3 separate regions of the Mus musculus genome follow, and all the other regions are linked to region 2. Evidence: chromatin contacts called from public HiCAR-type and HiChIP or PLAC-seq data. All regions are on one chromosome and are shown on one strand. The core of a region is the stretch at or near the end of the contact, and the rest is flanking DNA. Distances in the headings are between cores, read along the strand shown. Region 1 holds the start of Abca5 (ATP-binding cassette, sub-family A (ABC1), member 5). Region 2 holds the start of 1700023C21Rik (RIKEN cDNA 1700023C21 gene). Region 3 holds the start of Amz2 (archaelysin family metallopeptidase 2).

Region 1 (3,591 bases), core at 410-2,909, 490 kb before region 2:
ATTAATGAGGTGTGGGGATTTCAGTTGCCACCATGACAACCAAGATGTGCTTATTGCTTGTTTCTATTTCCTAGATACAGAAGGGTGGAAGGAAGCATCATTCTCTCTGGCCGCTGTTTTACTATTAAAACCTGGTAGTTGTGGACATTTAGGCAGACATCGTGTGACCAGCCTGATTACAAGATATAAATAGTCTGATAAATAGTTTGCGTAGAGGCAGTAAAATATGTCACAACCTACACATTAATTTGTAGTAATTTTTTTATTTAAAATATTTTTCTCTGTGTTCTATGTTATTCTTACAAGCCTATAATCTTGTTGTCCATTTTATAAGTCGTATGTGTGTGTGTGTGTTGCTGGGGTTTAAAGCCAGGACCTTGTACAATCTAGGCAAGCAGACTATCACTGAACTACAAGTCCACTCCTATAATAGAATTTTAATATTTTCTGTTTCTATGGGTGCAATTTTGTTAAGTGAGTAGGTATTTTTTGTGAAGATAAAAATATTTACATACCTTTCTTGTAGGTGTTTTCTCTCATCAGTAGTATTATTAGCAGTATTTACCATAGTTTATGATTCGCAAGACCTGAAAATTTAAATTGGTATAAGAAAAAGTTCTTAACTTCAGGCTACATATGATGTAGCTGAAGAGATTAGCATGTAAGACAGTGAAAGGGATACTATGGTGCCAAGTGGGGTGTTTGAGAGGAAAGATATCATTGTGTCAGGCTCTATGATAGTGTACACACACATGCAGGCAAAACGTCCACATCTATAATAAAGCAGAACACATTCTATAGACTTAGTTTTCAATTTGAGAACTACACACACATACACAAAATATGTATGAATGTTCACATTCACAGAGCTGAAGATGTTTTCGAAAGTAACTGTAACACATAGCACTGGGGACTGCACACACCAGACACATTCAGTATCAAGCCAGCAAAAATTCCAGCATGAATAGTGTGTGTGTGTGTGTGTGTGTGTGTGTGTTATGAATTGGCAGTTTGTGGCTTCTGGATAAGAAAGGATCAGTCTTCCTCAGGGATGTGTAATTTTGGTATTGTGAACTTTACTTTGCAATACCTTTGGCCCTTGTTTCGATCACTTTGGGTAACGACATTCCAAACATCAGTTTGCATTTTAAGTAAAAATTAAGCGTGGTATATAGTCTTTGCCAGAAGTCAACACTTGCAGATTTTCGGAGGATGTTTGAAGGAACCGGTAGGATGTTCAAGGTGGTAGTCTGAGGTTGGAGAGGAGAAGGCAGTCTTTACAGAAACGAGGAGGGAGGACGCTGCAGCAAGAGGGAGGAGTGTCAGACTTTTATCAACTCTTTAAATACAAGGGAACAGAGGCAGATGGGAGGGTGGAGAACCAAGGCCGTCCTTCTTGAGGCGACAGAAGTCTCCTCAAACCCATCGAGCCTCGGTGGAGGGTGCGGCGAGCTCCCCAGGAGGTTCTGAGCACCTGAGCTAGAGTCGGCAGGTCCAACCAAGTACTCTGCGACTCGTTCGCCGCGCTCACCTCCGCCGGAGCCCCGCCCCCAGTAGCCCCGCCCCCAAGCGCGCTCCCGTCTCGAGCTCCAGGAGCACGCGCATTACGCACGCCCCGCCCTCAGGTGCATTCAGGGGCGGGCAGGGGGCGTGTCTCCGGCGGCGCGCGCGGCTCTCTCGGCGTAGCGGGGCGGCGGGCACGCGCGCGCTCGGCCTCGCGGACCGCGTCTCCGCGCAGAATTTCCGAGCTCCGTCACTTACCGCGGTCGCGGTCGCCGCAGGTAAGCTCGCGGCTTGGGCCTGACAGCGCTGCGGCTGCGACGCCGGGGTGAGGAGACGCCGAGGCCCGCGGCGCTCGAGGTCGCTCGCCATTCGTGTCTGCGGAGAGAGGTGACGCGGCGGCGGGGACGGGGCATGGACCGTGGAGATGGCCGAGCAGCTAGGGAATGAGGAGAGGGGAGGGTGTGGCGGGCCGCGGGGAGCCGGAGGATGCTGGCGGGTGGCGGGCGCTGACAGGGATCCCTGGGCTAGCGACATCCTCAGAACTTCTAGAGAGGCAGAAGGAAAAGAAAGGACAAACCGAAATTAAATAAAAGCCCAAACCAAACCGAAGTCAGTTTTCCCCCTGAGGGCTCAGGAGCATCGCCCTACTTGGGGCGCAGATCGGGTAGCGGATCATGTGTGACCAGAGGACTCGGGGTGAGAGGAAAAGCCGCAGAGCTCGTGACACGGTTTTGGGGTTGAAAATAATCTGAATTCCCCAAACATAGCTAACGAAGATTCCCAGGCGCGGAAAGGTTTCAGGGAGGAGGAGAAAGCGAGGTCCATGGGGGACAGCGGCCTCTGGGGCAGTCGGAGTTGAGGATTTTCGCCCCAGCTCTCTAAAAGCTTCGCTTTACGTTTTCAAAGAATCAAGTCTGAGGACAAAAATTAAGGACATTCTGGAGCCCCAGATGAGGTTAGATCCTGGCTCAGAGCCAGGGTCAGTATTACTTCATCTTGACAGCTGCTCTGAGGTTGGAGATGGTACTCTGTGTGGGAAATATGGGTCTTAAAGAGGTTAAATAACTTTATTAAGGTCCCAGCTGGGGAAAAAAATGAGGTACTGAGATTCTCCCTCTGAGATTCCAGACTCTCTAATCCTGGTGCTTTCCTCACTCTATTTTATGTTTGCCCAGAGAGCATTTTTATGTCTCGTCAGAGAAGACTCAATAGATAAGAACATTATGAGAACACTTTGTGTGTGTTTATCCTGAAAGCAGATTTAAGAGACAGTGATCTTTGAATGTGGGTCATTTAGGCAGATGTGTCCTTGATAATGCAAAACTTCAAATTCTATTAAACATAGGGAACTCTTAAATTTTGCATAAATTTATTAATATGTTCGTTACATGCCAGGTAATCATTTTGTTCCTAAAGTTCCTAGATGAATATAGTATGTAATGTCTGCCATTGAGTTTAATTGAAAGAGTAATTATATAAAAGCAACTCATACTAATATAAATTGTAGTCCTCATTAGTGTGTAGATTACACTGGAAATAGTTTTAAGTGCAAACTTAAAACTTTTATACAGTGCAAACTTTATACTTTTATAAACATTATATATAAAGAAAACTATTAGCTGACTTGCCATATGGGTACTGTTACATCGTTTTCCTCCAGCAAGGCGTTCTGTCATAAAACTTAGGTCAAACTTTACTGGCATTAGTATCTTGCTTTATGTCACTACTTTTGGTAAATTTTAAAAGATCAGCGAAGAAAGCGTTTATGATGCCTTCTGTTAAATTTAAAGGTTTATTATACCCATTATGAAGCCAGTAAAATAGCTGGATAGGTTTCTCTTTCAGTGCATTGCTAGACAGATTAGCAGCTCTTTTCAAAAAATTAAATCTTAATTTAAAAGTATAGTTAAACTGGATGGCATTTACGTTTCTGTGGTTTAGAGTTCTCGGGGGAATGGCAGCCATGCACGTTGTTTAACATGTAAATTATTGGAGGCCCAGATGTCAGCGAGTGGTTGGAGTGGTGGAGCCGTTTCTTTGGATTGTTTCTGTTTTCTCACTGAAGTAGGAATCCAGATTGCAGTTTGT
Region 2 (3,540 bases), core at 226-2,725:
TGGGCGGGGCTTCGGCTACTGGGCTGGGGATCACAGGTAGGGTCCCTGAGAGGGAGAGAGGGAGGAGGAAGGAAGGGAAGGAGAAAGTAAGGAGGGGACAGGAGGTCTCAGTTAGACTAATTGGGCCAGGGGCACGGTGGCAGTGGCAAGTGAAATGTCCCCTGAGGACAGACTGATGGAGCAAAAATAAGCCCGGACAAGACTCAAACTGCTAGCACTTGGGGAGCAAGGCTGGGGAATTAGACAGTCTAGCCTTAGAAAAATAGATTAGAGGTAATTCGCTCAGTAATTGTGTTAAAGTTGATTAAATAAGTCTAGTAGGACTCTGTCTCAATTATTGGTGGGGGGGGGGGGTGGCTGCCAGGGTCAAATTAAAAATAATAGAGTAACTGATAACATTTATAAGCAACATGAAAACTGGTGAATATCTCTAGTTGCCCTGGAGCCGGGTGAACAGTACTTTAGGGGGTTGGTCTGAGAGCCCAGGGTCCTTCTCAAACCCTTCGTTGGACGCTTAGCAAATCTGCCCTGGGATGCCTACCAAACCTGACTTAAGATGCCGCTTATCTGACCCTCCCAGGAAGCTTATCAAGCTTTAAAATCAATCAATCAATCAATCAGTGCTTAGTTGTCCCACAACCTCCATCCAGCGCCTTGCTCTGCTACCCTCTTCTGACAGAAAGATTGTAAGAGGCAGAGTTGGTGTTGGGCTGACTACCAGGAAACTGCTTTCTGGATATCGCAGGACAGCTGTACAAATGAACTCACAGCAGTTGAAACAGCACGCACAAGACCTTGCGCGCCAGCTCAAGCCAAACAAAATCCCAGCATGGAGCGCGGAGGTGAAGTCCCACCCCTAGCTAAGGACCCATTGGAAGCTGCAAGCTTCTGGGAGAGGCAGTTATTTTCTTCAGTACTGTGGCCCTCTCTCTGGTGGATAGAGCAGCCCCCAGAGAGAAGACCATACATCCAAGAGCATATGAGATACAAACTGTATTAAATGAGTTGGGGGGGGGGCACAAATTTGAGTGGCTAGGAAGGAGGAATGGACCTTGAATGGTAGGGGAACAGGGGTGAATATCATCAAAATGAATTGTACAAAATCTTCAAAGAATTAATAAAAGAAGGAGGAAAAAAATAGAAGCGGATGTAGAACACAGAGGTCAGGAGTCGGCAGCTGCTTCAAAGGGAAGCTACACTTAGAACATGCTGCTCGCTCTCCTGCCCTTTACTTTCCCGGGACTCTGGCGTCTGCAGTCCTGGCTCCCTTGGTGATGCTCAACTCACCCATCTGTCCCCTGCCAGCACAACAGCAACAGACTGCTCGCAACCTCATTTGGTTCTCAGAGACCTGTGGTGTGGCAGACAAAGACCCTGAGGGGAAGAAACCAAATGTGGCACCTTAGGGTTTTTTCTGCTTCTCAGATTTCTTGGCCCTGAGGCCTCAACTGGTTCGGCTGCCTCCTAACCGCCACAGAAAGAGTTTTATGTTGTTACATTACAGTTGTTGGGCTCTATGCACCAGGCAGTTACGTCACAGCTACTGGATTCTGCTCTGCTGATGTGACCACAACAACGGAATGTCACTGAAGTGGTCATGCCTGTGTTCCACTTCAACATGGTTTACAAACACACAGAGCAGCCATGTTCATGATGGACACCAGCTGTTGTTTTTCTTTCTTTCACAGAGTCTATTTTGAGATGTTTGTTTGTTTGTTTGTTTGTTTGTTTGTTTGTTGTTTGTGGTGGGGATTGAATCCAGTTTCTTACACATTCACAAGAAGAAAGAAAACTACTCTTAGCGGCCCTGTGGACCACAGGACATACTTAGGGCTTAAATATGAGTCTCTTTTAATATTATAAAGTGTTGTCGCTTGTGTATTGTTCTTGGGGTTTTGTGGCAGAGGGTGGGGCTAGCTGATGTCTTTGATTTCTTTGTCTTGGGGTTTTGTCTGTTTTGTTTTGCTTTTAGATTTATTTATTGATTGATTTATTTGTTTGTTTATTTATTTAGTGTGAGTACACTGTCCTCAGACACACCAGAAGAGGGCATCAGATCCTATTACAAATGGTTTTGAGTCACCATGTGGCTGCTGGGAATTGAACTCAGGACCTCTGGAAGAGCAGCGCCTTTGTCTTAGTTTTAACTTCACACTTTCTTTTAACTTGCCTTTTCCAGAGCATTTCTCTTCTCATGCTTTTATCTTTGTAGTCCGTGTGTCACTCTGTTAAATATGTCTCTTTCCTCTGCTTAGACTGGGTCTGATTCTGTTTTGTTATCCAGTCATGTCTTTTTTAATTATAGTATTTAGCCCATTTATAGTAAATGACTTGCTAGATGGGGCTGATTTTAATTTACTTAAATGCATTGCTTTTTGTACAAGGTTCTCAATGAAGTCCAAGAGAGAAAGTGACTACAGAAAACTTACATTCCATCAGGATTTGGGTCTCTGTGGGTAGGACTTGATAAGGATTCATGTATTTAGTATTCCCTGGACGTAAACATTTTGGCATACTGAATATTTACGGTCAAAGAAAATCACCGAGGAATAAAACCAGCATACTGCTCTTGCAGGGTCCTGAGGAGTCACAAGCCAGTTAGTGTGGAGGATTTTATTTTTCCCTTGTACCAACAGACTCCTCCACTCCCCTGGCTGCTAGCTGTCGGCAGCTGGCCCTCCTTCCAAGAATCAAAGGAGTTCAAGTGTGTGACATTTGGGACTCCCTCTGCTGTGCAAAGCAATTGGAAAAAAATCTGTTGTTTTATAGTCCTGGAGCTCCAAGCTGCCCAAAGGGAGGAAGAACTTGTAAGAAGGGACCTTCATCTCAGACCGTCTCTTCTCTGTGCTAATAGAGGAACTTTGGGAAGGAAGTCTGAGGGTATAGTTCAATTGGTAGAGTGCCTGCCTGGCATGAAGGAAAGTCCTAGCTCCCGTCCCCAGCATTGCACTAACCAGATGTGCTGACAACATGTCTATAATCCCAGTATTTGGAAGATAGAGAGATCAAGAATTCAAGGTCAGCTACATAGTGCTTTTGAAACCAATCTGGGCTTTGGGAGATCCTATTTCAAAAATTAATTAACTAATAATGAAAGAGTTTCTGTGGACCCTTCTCCCTTGTTACAGACAGTGGAGTTTCCTCACTTCCTGTTTTGTCTGGCTTTTCAGGTTACACATTTACATGGGAAGGGGCAGGGATGATATAGGGGTCTGACTCAGGAGACAGTGAAAAGGAAAGGGATGGTGGGATACATCTATGGCAGAATAATATGAGCTTCTCAGCACTGTAACAGGAAAAGTCCCTGGCTTGTCCTTCCACCGAAGGACGGCTCACAAAGATTAAATCCCCATTACAAACCAGTCTGAGATGCTAGAGACTCCAGCTTGAGTCTGTTAAGCCCTAAAAGGCTCGACTGACACAGCCCAGTACAGTATAGCTGCTATTCCTTAGTTGATCATCAAGACTCCCTCAGGTCCAGTTCCCATTGGCAGTCTTATATCAACCAGAAGTCATGGACACAGCTTTGCATCTTTCCAG
Region 3 (3,216 bases), core at 297-2,796, 420 kb after region 2:
TATATAGCAACATTGTCTCAAAAACAGTAACTAACAGCTCCTTTTTTTGGTTTTTCAAGACAGGGTTTCTCTGTATAGCCCTGGCTGTCCTGGAGCTCACTCTGTAGACCAGGCTGGTCTTGAACTCAGAAATCCGCCTGCCTCTGCCTCCCAAGTGCTGGGATTAAACGTGTGCACCACCACTGCCTGGCTAGCGGTGACTCTTAAATCCTACTGATGCCCAACGTCCTCTGTCATTTGAAAACAATCATAATATTTTGAGCTGACTCACTTTGTCCACAGGATCAACGGCATCCCTTCCAGTGTCACTCAAAGATATTCAATAAGGAAAAGAGTAATGGTTCTGTTATTTAACTGCAGGTTGGCAAGATCCATCTCAGCCCCTTACGCTTACCTTGTCAGCCATAAGACACGGGGGTAGATCTAAGATGACCAATGAGACGCCATACTCATGGTGACAGGACTTTCCCCATTCCTATCAAGTCCCTACGTGGCACGTTCATCCTTCATACCAAGCAGACGCTTTTTGAGTGAGAAAAGAAAAAAAAGATGAATGTTTCTGTCCATTTAGTTTGTGTTTTCTAATTGAGGGCCTTTTCCATTTTTGTTTGTTTGGTTGGTTGGCTGGTTTTTTGTTCTGCTTTGTTTTGGGGGTGGGTTGGGGGGTGGGACAGGGTTTCTCTGTATTTCTCAGTTTATTAACGACTGATTTTGAAATTTAAGCTAACTGCTGTGCTCAGTGAACTTCTGAATTCTGGAGCTCAAGAGGGTGACACTGACTAGAAAGGATCCTAGAGACTACGCTGAGTGTAGCTCATCTCGGTACTGCACATCTGGGCTGAGATTTTATTTTTACAGGATGAAATTTAAAAAGAAAAAAAAAATAAATCACCATGGCCCCATTCAGTCTACCTACCTTTATAAAGGAGAAATCTCCAGCTGCTGTTTTTCCATTTATGTTTTTCTAAGGACAATGCATGTCTGGCAAAGGGGTGTGGCCTTCACCCTAATAAAAGAGACAGAGTGGAAAGTCAGAAGGCCTCCACATCCTAGTCCAACGTGGATGGTGTCGCTGAAGAAGTGTGCAGGGAGCCATCGTACAGTCACTGCAGGGACCGGGGGCCTAAGATGCTTCGGTTCTATAACCGGAACATCTCCCGCCAAGTGGGTCTCGCCAGACGTGCTAGCTGGTTGCCCATAGCAACTTGCACGGCCGGTGCAGACGCCACCCAGTCTCTGCTTGAGTCAAAAGTGGGGGGCCTCCCCGGAACTCAGAGTTCGCGTCTTCTACCCAGGGAGCAACCGGAAAGGCCCGCGTTGTTCCCAAGAGACATCCTGCCCCCGAGGTCCCCTCTGCTTCCGCCGCAGCCATCCCTCCCACCACATCCGCTCCTCCCCAACGATCAACACCTTCCTCCTCCTCCCCTGCCCAGCCCTGACGGTTCCTCATACCACCCTCACCCGGACAGGCCTCTAGGCCGCCCTCAAGCTGCCACGGTGGTCCTAGCACGCATGCGCCTCGCGCGGACGCACCTCACCCTTTCACGCATGCCCCGCCCACACCGCCCACTAGCAAGACCCGTCTTCCCGCCCCTCAATCGTCGCCCCGCCTCCTATCTGCGCTCTTCCCTCCTAAGGCTCCTCCTCCAAACACTGAGCCCGCCCCACTCCTCCAGAAAGGCCCCGCCCATGTGCTGTAACCCCGCCCCGAAGGCGTGACCTCTGTCCATTTCACAACACTCACGCTGTGTGTGGTTGACTAAAGTAGTAAGGGGGCGATGTAGTGTCGGACAGTCCCCAGTCGTCGCTGTTTCGCGTCGGCCCTCACGGGGGCGCCGCGACCCGCTCCTCGCGGGCGGTGCAGGGTCACGGAACCACCTGCCGTGGGCTGAGCCTGAGTAATTTAACCACTGGGTCCAAATAAGTCAGCCGTGTCCGCGGCTTGACACATCACCCGCTTGGACTTTCCCTTCTTAGTCGGTTTGCCCGACTGTCGCGGCCTCACCGCTGTCAGGAAGCAGGGCTGCATCCTAGGGCGTGGGGCATAGGGTTGCCTTTGGTACTTGGGGAACTAAGAGCTTAGAGCTCGGACCCCCAGGAGACTCTGGAAGGGGAAACCCCAGGGCCAGATCTCCTGATCCCCGCCCCCAGCATATACCTATTCAATCCTTTTGCATCTCTGGGCGCTTCTGGCCCCAGGAAGGTCAAACAAGGGGATGATGCCACTATTTTATCAACATCCTCTCATCCTTGGAAGTTAAAGACTGCATACCCCACATGTCTGTACCCTTCTTCCTACCCAACCCCCAAACTTTTTGCTCTCTTCTTGCCTTGTGCACACTGCTCTAATTATCCTTGCCCAGTTATTATAACAAGGCTCATATATGTTGTCCTTACTGCCCTTACCAAGTTGACAAAAGTGGCTTATTTGGGGAGGGTCTCCTGTCAAGGCTGGCCTTGAACTCACTATGTAGCAGAGAATGTTCCTGTGTCTGACTTCTGAGCACTGTATACACACATACAGAGAGAGACACATACATGTATATTCTTTCAAATTTTCATACTTCGGTTATATTTCCCCAGGACCCCCTCTGATCCTCTTTCTCCTCCCATGAGGTCACTCCCCAACAACCTGACCATTTTTTTCTCCCGGGACATTTTTAATCAGCTGTAGACATGATGCCCCTTTAGTGTAAATACTCCAGAGCATGCTTCTAAACAAGCAATTTTTTCTAAGTAGTCACAGGACACCTACACTGGGAATTCCTACCAATCACTCTGATTGCAGTCTAACACCACAAGGTTCCTGCTTTCCATTTTTCTGTGTGCACTCCCTTCCATACTAATGAAAAGTCTGTCTCCCACTATTCATAATTTACTTCTGCATTTAACTGCTCTGTGGTACAATATGCACTGAGGGTAATTTCAGAATAACTAATCCATATCATTGCAGACAAATAGTCCTGCCAATAATCAGAAATTATTCATGGTCCCGTGTAGCCAGAGGATGCACAGTAGGCTTTGCAGTTTACATCATCTAGGTGAATTCTTCCCTACTCAGTCCAGCACCACATCTGACCTGAAACTTACTAGATAGCCTAGGCTGGCCACAGATTCACAACTATCTCCTGCCTCAGCCTCTGGGGTGGTAGGATCACAAGTATGCATAATCACACCCATTGTTAAATGTGTCACTCTTTTCTCTTTCTTTCTTTC

The links. HiCAR-type assays count read pairs that join an accessible place to other places. HiChIP or PLAC-seq counts read pairs in DNA pulled down with a chosen protein or histone mark.
Region 1: a contact with region 2 is called in an H3K4me3 HiChIP or PLAC-seq map of embryonic stem cells, with 4 times the contacts expected there. The contact joins the promoter of Abca5 here to the promoter of 1700023C21Rik in region 2. A contact is called at or near these places in 2 of 39 promoter capture datasets (the C10 cell line and embryonic stem cells), 4 of 115 datasets of contacts at active chromatin or transcription factors (acute myeloid leukemia, embryonic midbrain and embryonic stem cells) and 1 of 9 other capture datasets (macrophages).
Region 3: a HiCAR-type map of astrocytes shows a contact between it and region 2, with 2.8 times the contacts expected there. The contact joins the promoter of Amz2 here to the promoter of 1700023C21Rik in region 2. A contact is called at or near these places in 2 of 39 promoter capture datasets (both in embryonic stem cells), 3 of 484 Hi-C or Micro-C datasets (the N1E-115 cell line, embryonic stem cells and natural killer cells), 3 of 115 datasets of contacts at active chromatin or transcription factors (astrocytes, regulatory T cells and stem cell-derived neural progenitor cells) and 2 of 9 other capture datasets (adipose tissue and liver).

The regions. Positions count from the first base shown.
Region 1 is chr11:110,335,784-110,339,374 of GRCm38.p6, reverse strand. It overlaps Abca5 (ATP-binding cassette, sub-family A (ABC1), member 5), which reads left to right and starts at 1,659. Exons shown (of 39, transcript NM_147219.2): 1 at 1,659-1,890. Gm39445 (a long non-coding RNA gene) reads right to left here and starts at 1,537. Exons shown (of 3, transcript XR_880289.1): 1 at 1,091-1,537; 2 at 516-587.
Region 2 is chr11:109,843,813-109,847,352 of GRCm38.p6, reverse strand. 1700023C21Rik (RIKEN cDNA 1700023C21 gene) reads right to left here and starts at 1,475. Exons shown (of 3, transcript NR_045909.1): 1 at 1,288-1,475.
Region 3 is chr11:109,424,276-109,427,491 of GRCm38.p6, reverse strand. It overlaps Amz2 (archaelysin family metallopeptidase 2), which reads right to left and starts at 1,546. Exons shown (of 9, transcript NM_025275.4): 1 at 1,462-1,546; 2 at 917-1,006; 3 at 395-522. The coding sequence starts at 406.